Regions from separate parts of the Gossypium hirsutum genome. Here region 2 is linked to region 1. A link is a contact called in public Hi-C data. All regions are on one chromosome and are shown on one strand. Each heading gives the region's core, a stretch centred on a gene start, on an enhancer-like site or on the middle of the called end of the contact. The rest is flanking DNA. Distances are from core to core; before and after follow the strand shown. Region 1 has its middle 21 kb from the start of LOC107913406. Region 2 holds the start of LOC107913409.

Evidence for each region. A called contact is a pair of places that touch in the nucleus more often than the background predicts.
Region 2: a Hi-C map of leaf shows a contact between it and region 1, with 2.3 times the contacts expected there. The contact joins the promoter of LOC107913409 here to the enhancer-like site in region 1. A contact is called at or near these places in 3 of 34 Hi-C or Micro-C datasets (leaf and petal).

Annotation. Positions count from the first base shown.
Region 1 is chrD11:33,340,443-33,343,550 of Gossypium_hirsutum_v2.1, reverse strand. No RefSeq gene overlaps it. Among protein-coding and RNA genes, the nearest start is that of LOC107913406, 21 kb to the right of the region's middle. Within about 2 kb of position 1,805, at least 1 of the 9 cell types and tissues checked has an H3K27ac peak or open chromatin away from gene starts, as enhancers often do. A contact at or near this core is called in leaf, where this site is marked.
Region 2 is chrD11:33,501,682-33,504,875 of Gossypium_hirsutum_v2.1, reverse strand. It overlaps LOC107913409, which reads right to left and starts at 1,456. Exons shown (of 1, transcript XM_016841983.2): 1 at 828-1,456. The coding sequence starts at 1,377. The coding sequence ends at 913. It overlaps LOC107913408 (LMBR1 domain-containing protein 2 homolog A), which reads left to right. Exons shown (of 14, transcript XM_016841981.2): 14 at 1-705. The coding sequence ends at 449.

The sequences.
Region 1 (3,108 bases), core at 556-3,055:
CAGATGAAAATAGCCTCGATATTCTTACACATCACGTCGACCTGTGTCGTGCCACACAATGTCTATGGCACGACAAGACATTTAAATTCTGCCTTGTGTCATTTGTTTCATGCTTTGACATCCCGAGAAGCTTGTGTGTCACTTGTCCTTTGCTTCCATGTCAATTGGGCCTTTAAATCTTTATACACACTCAATTAAACATATTAGCACAACCTAAGGCCCGTGTCGGCCTATTGGGTCACAACACTTATAAAATGTGTTAAAAAACTTATTTTAGTAATATTTAATCCTATGGCCTAAATACCAAAAATGTAATATAAAATCCTAAATTGCATAGAACACAAGCTTCTTAAGTGCGGAATTGACCTCAAATTAACTACTACATTTGACGGCAGATCACTTATACATGATATGACTTCACTCATAATAATAGAATTCATAGATAGAAAAAAAAAGGGATTAAATGGTATCCTCTTGTTGGCATTGTATGAATTATGAAAATGGAACCTAGCCAGGGGTCATTTGTCCCAGACAAATGATTTTATCATTACTAATTTGAGTAATGTCATTTTCATTGCGGAATATACAATTGTGACCATGAGATAAAATTGATCAAATTAAGTGAAAAAAATTTAACCTAGAGGGATTATGGATATCCTATTAAGGTAGCACACATAGTATAAGGTTATTGGACAAAAAGTTGAATTTATTATCTTTCATAATGGTGTATTGTGGGAAGTACAGTCATGGTACTTTAGTAGAATAACTCTGTGGCTAAATAATTTGTGATTAATAAATGAAAAGTTAGGACTTAACTACAAATTATTTAATCTAAATTATATATATTCAATTAGTCCTTCCATTAGCTCAACATAACTCTTTAATGGATTGTGTTTAGACTTGTCCATGGGTCGAGTTCATGTCTGGTCCTGATCAAATTTCAAGCTTGTTTGATAGGCCCGGGCTCGGCCCGACTTGAAAAATGGGCCTAGAATTTTGCACAAGCCCGATTCGGATAAAAATGCTAAAATCGGGGTCTGACTCAACCCATATTAATTTTTTATATAATTTTTAAAAATATATATAATGCAACAAAATCACTAAAAGCATTAAAATAAATGTTTCCTAAAAATTGAAAATAAATTTAAAAAAAATTTATATTTAAATAACACTAAGATAGGTACAACTTAAAAAGCAAATATCTCTAAAATAGTTGAAAAATTAATAATAAAATAAGAGTTATACAATGTTCAAACAATAACAACAAAATAGTAGTAACATAATAGTGAAATTGCAGCAAAATAATGAGAAAACAACAACAAAGCAGTGGGAAAACAACAGTTTTTTTTCCCAAATTTGAGCCAAGCCCGAGCCAAAAAACCTTTACCAAGGTCAACTTGTTTTCTAAATATTTTTTTACCGAAGCCTATTTGTCATGTCTATATTTTTGTTCAAATCCTTTCATTTTTCAAGCAAGTCTTTAAGCCAGATCGAGTGACCTAACCTATAAATAGCTCTAATGAACACAATCGACCCCGACAAATGATTAATAATTGTTAAGTACTACATCAAATTTTCTTTATATCGTCATGGAAGAAAGCTGCACAATCTTTAAAAAACTTTGAACCGCGAAATATTCTCCATGTTCTTGTTTTCTAAGAAGATGGTGAATTCTTAAAAACTAAAGTGAGAATTTTGCTTTGTGAAAAAAAGTGAGAATTTTGCTTTACGAAAAGTTTAAGAACAGCTCCAATGCAGTAGAGTTGACCATTCTCGATGCCGAAGAAGGCCTTCCAGCTTTTACTCTGGGCCCATTCGTTGGTGCTCCTTGTTGGTTGGGCCCAAGAAACTCTTTTATATAGGCCCACCAATGACATTATTTCAGCCACTTTTGAAAGGAGAGAGGAACGCAATTAGGGTTCAACGTTAGATTGAATCGAGTAAAAGAATTTTGAGTTGACGAGTCTCATTTTATTATCCTAATGCGACTTGAATTTTTTTCGAATCGAGCCGAGTGAAATAAAATTTAAGTTGAGTCGAATAGAGTAAAATTGTTCGAGTTAAAATAAAAAAAATTAAACATGTCAAATTAAAATCTTATTACCATATAACTAATTTTATTTTAGAGCATACAGGTTTAAAACCATATCTATTGGAAAGCGCTTTCAAAGTAAAATAAGAAAAAAATAAGATACTTTAGTATGAAAAACTTAAATTATTAATTAATTTTTTAGGTCCTGAAATTAATTTTTAATCTTTTTATATATTCTTTAGAATTTTTATTTTTTTATTTTTATAATAATTTTTAAAATATACATAAATTTTGGATTGTTTTAATAATATTTTGATTTTAAAAATTTTTTTAAAAAATTTTAAATTTTTGTTGAGAGAGACCAATTTACTTATTTTCAAAATTGAGCAAAGATCAAATGAGTATTTATACCAATATATTATTTGAGTTACTAAAATTATTTGAGCTATTCAATTGTAAATTTCAACTTGACTAAAATTCAAAACTCGAATAACTTATTCGAGTTTACTCGAAAAAATTGAATAACTCAAATAACTCGATTCCATTAACTCAAAATTTAATTTTTTTTATTTTTTCGATTTCAATTGAGTTTTGCTCACCCCTAAAGGTACTCATGGAGACCCCTATACTACAAGTCAAATTGTATTTTGCCCCTTTTATAAAAAAAATGAATAAATCAATTTTTGTATATTTAATCAAAGAGCAAACTTATTCTTCTGCTAAAATTTCATCCGTAATTATTGTTAAATGTTGACATGGTTGATGAAGCAACCAAAAAGTGATACTTGGTGCGTCACATGTACCTGATGCTAACATGGAGGGACTAATTCAAGCAACAAAATAGTGATATATCATCACTTAACAGTATAAATGGATGGAATTTTAACATAATGACTAGTTTCCTTTTTTATCTATCGTACATGGATTAATTTCCCCATTTTTAAGTAGAGAGTAAGATGTCATCCGACTCTTGATACAGGGGTGTCTATGAAACTTTTATCGAAGGAGAATTTTCCCAAGCTTTGAATAATGCAATTGGATCTAAGTTTTGTTAATTAATTTATACTATTATGTAA
Region 2 (3,194 bases), core at 207-2,706, 160 kb before region 1:
TGAAAGGATCTCCCTCAAGGCCTGCGAAAGAAGAGACCCGTAAATATGGCACAAGCAGAGAAGTCATGAGCAACAAGTATGCTGCCATGAGAGAACAAAGTCGACAAATATCAAATCCAAAACCGGTGGAGAATAACATAACCTCTGCTAAGGTCTCATTGCTTGAAGTAGGCAATTCGCATCTTGATAACCTCAAGGGTGGGCCATCTGCTGGACTGGCCTCAACATGGCGATCAATGAAATCTGGTTTTCAAAATTTTAAAGCAAATATTGAGGCCAGAAAGTTTCTTCCTGTGCACCAGAATCAGGAAGCCACACTCATTTCCTATGTCAACTCATCCGATTCTGAGTCCCTTGATGAGATATTCCAGAGATTGAAACGAGCGTCAGTAGACCACAGTGACGAGAATGAAAATGAGAACGACACAGAAACCAAGTCTACAAGATGATATCAAATTCATTCGGAAAAAAATGTGCCTGTTGCTGTCGTGGAAACTGTGATACGAAATGTACAGAGCTCATTGAATTTTTACAGTCCTGTATGAAAGATGTTTGGGGTCAGCAGCAGGAAATTTCAGACCAATACAATATGGGAAAAATAATTATTCCCTGGCTGTATGATTCCAGCTAATTGTAATTTGAATTGAACATTTAGGCATTCAGCTTCTTACACGTGATATATAATATAATCTTTTCGTGATAAAATCTAAAAAGCATCTCTCTTTTGAAGATAAATTCTAGCATCTGAAAAACCTTAGTTGATGCATAAGCCTTTTCTTTTCTTTTTTAATTAAAGAGCCAACATTTATAAAATGCCAATAACAGGATTCAAGATGGAATATTCTTTCCCATTGCATGAACAAGTAACATAGGAAAAGAAAAAGAAATGCACAATTTTATTGAAATTGAATCCTAGGAAACTAATTCACTCTTCCAATCGTTAATCTCATACTTGTTGAAAGCGTCCTTCCCTTTGAAATGTACTAACTTGGACCAAAACCCTTTTTTCTTTTTCCCTTTTTTGGTCTCTTCATCGTCATCATCCAAGTTTCTTGGTACAAAAGCAATCGATCTACTCTTCTTCAAACCATTAGAGGCACCAAGCTTTACCCCGAAAGACGAGGACATCCCCATGATTCCCATCACCCCGGAACTGTTCCGCATATGGGAATGACTATGTCGAGCCGGGGAGTCAGGGTTTGAAGCCAGAGAGTAATGAACAGGACAAAAATAGAGTGAAGAAGTAACCCGTGAAGCTTCTTTGTATGAAAGAGTAAGACAAGATAATCTTTCTCTAAGACAAGAAGGGCAAACACCTTGCTTTTCCTGGTGATTTGAGTGCTTCTTACATCCATGCTCTGCTTCACAATACTCCATATGAGGTTCGTATGTTTTTTTTGCCCTCCAACTGTAAATAAATTTTGGTTGGTTTGTGTATATATAGACGACATGGGGGGAGAACAAATTCCACTTAGCTTCCAAGAAGGTTCCTCATATAACATCGTTCGCCTTTACATGTTAGTGTGAGTGTAGTAGATCAATGTTAAGTTCATCACCGTTGGATCATGTAGATGAAAATCTTCACAATGGTCCACGACATTAGCTTTCTTACCCTCACATGTAATAGGACAAAATGACTTGGAAGTTGGATTTTACTATATAAAAGAATTAAATGTTAAAATTAAATAAGTAATTGTAAAAAAAACCAACGCAACCCATTTATACAGTTTATTGAAATCTGTTGAATTTATTTTTGAAAACCATAAAAATGTGTATTATAAAATTATTAATATATTATTTTTGAAAATAATTTGTTTATGAGATTTGGAAGAACGTTAAGACGTAGAAAGGATAAAAGGGTCTCGAGCCACGGCGGAAGTGGAAAGTGGCCGCACGAGGATTTTTGATTTTTGAAACTATCATTTTATGCTTTCTGTGTTGGTAATTTACATAATTAAATTATTATTTAACTAAAACGCCTACGTGTATTGAGAGAAAGGACCTATGCTACCTATAATAATAATCACCTAGATTTGCTAATTTTGAAAATAATTTATTATCACAAATCATGCTTTATTGTTAGTGATAAATACATTAAATTCGGTTTAATGTGTAATTTAATATATAATTTTTAATATAAAGCAATTACACTGAAAATTTTTATTGTAATTTTGATAAAAATTTAGTTTTGATTCAATTATAAAAATTTTTAAAAAAAATAATTACTTCCATAAGGTCATGGTCCTCACTCCAAAAAATGGTATAATTTTCTTTAGACTCGAAATCTATAAAATTACAAATAATAGATGATAAAATTTAGTTTCATCTTCTCATAATCATAAAATTTTTATTTAATTCTTTTAATTAACGAAATTACATTTTAGCCTTTTTAAAATATGCAACTTAATCTTGACCCAAAAAAATCAGGGTTTTGCTCATGACTATATTAATTTATTTTCCTATTGAATAAGTATTTATTTGTATATACTAAATGGTGCTATGTTGATAATGTTGTTAGTATTTTGTGAAACTTAAATCTAATTAAAATTTTATGTATAAGTTGTATAAAATTAAAGTTCATATATTATATTGTATATTAAAATAACATTGGTAAATTTGATTTTTCTACTTTGTTTGTTAATATGAAACGAGTTGAGGTTGGGGTTTCTATAATTATATTAGCATGATACTTTTTTGTGACATAAGAAACATATTCGTGTTTTACACGACTTGACCCATCATGTTAATCCACATTATTCAATTTCATTTCATTATAGTTTATTTGTAGAATTATTAATAATCAAAATAATGAGAAATTTATTATTTAACTTGTTATATGATTTAAATAAATTAATTGTATTGTAATATAAATAAAATAATTTATTATTACGTCAATAAAAGAATTCGTATTAGACTTCCGTTACTGAGTTAATGGCAACTAACAGGAGAGCAACTAAAATATCTAATTTCAAAAAGTTGAGTGACTAAAATAAAATCAAGTGCATAGTTGGGTGATTAATCTTGTAATTTACCCTAGATATCATAATGGTTTAATTTTTCTTACATATTGTTGGGGATAAACCCTTGTAAGCAACGAACAAGAATAATAATGAAGAGATTGAAAAGATCAAACACACAAATTTTACATGGAAAAACTCATCTGAAGAGGATAAAAAAACTACAGGAAAAAGGAG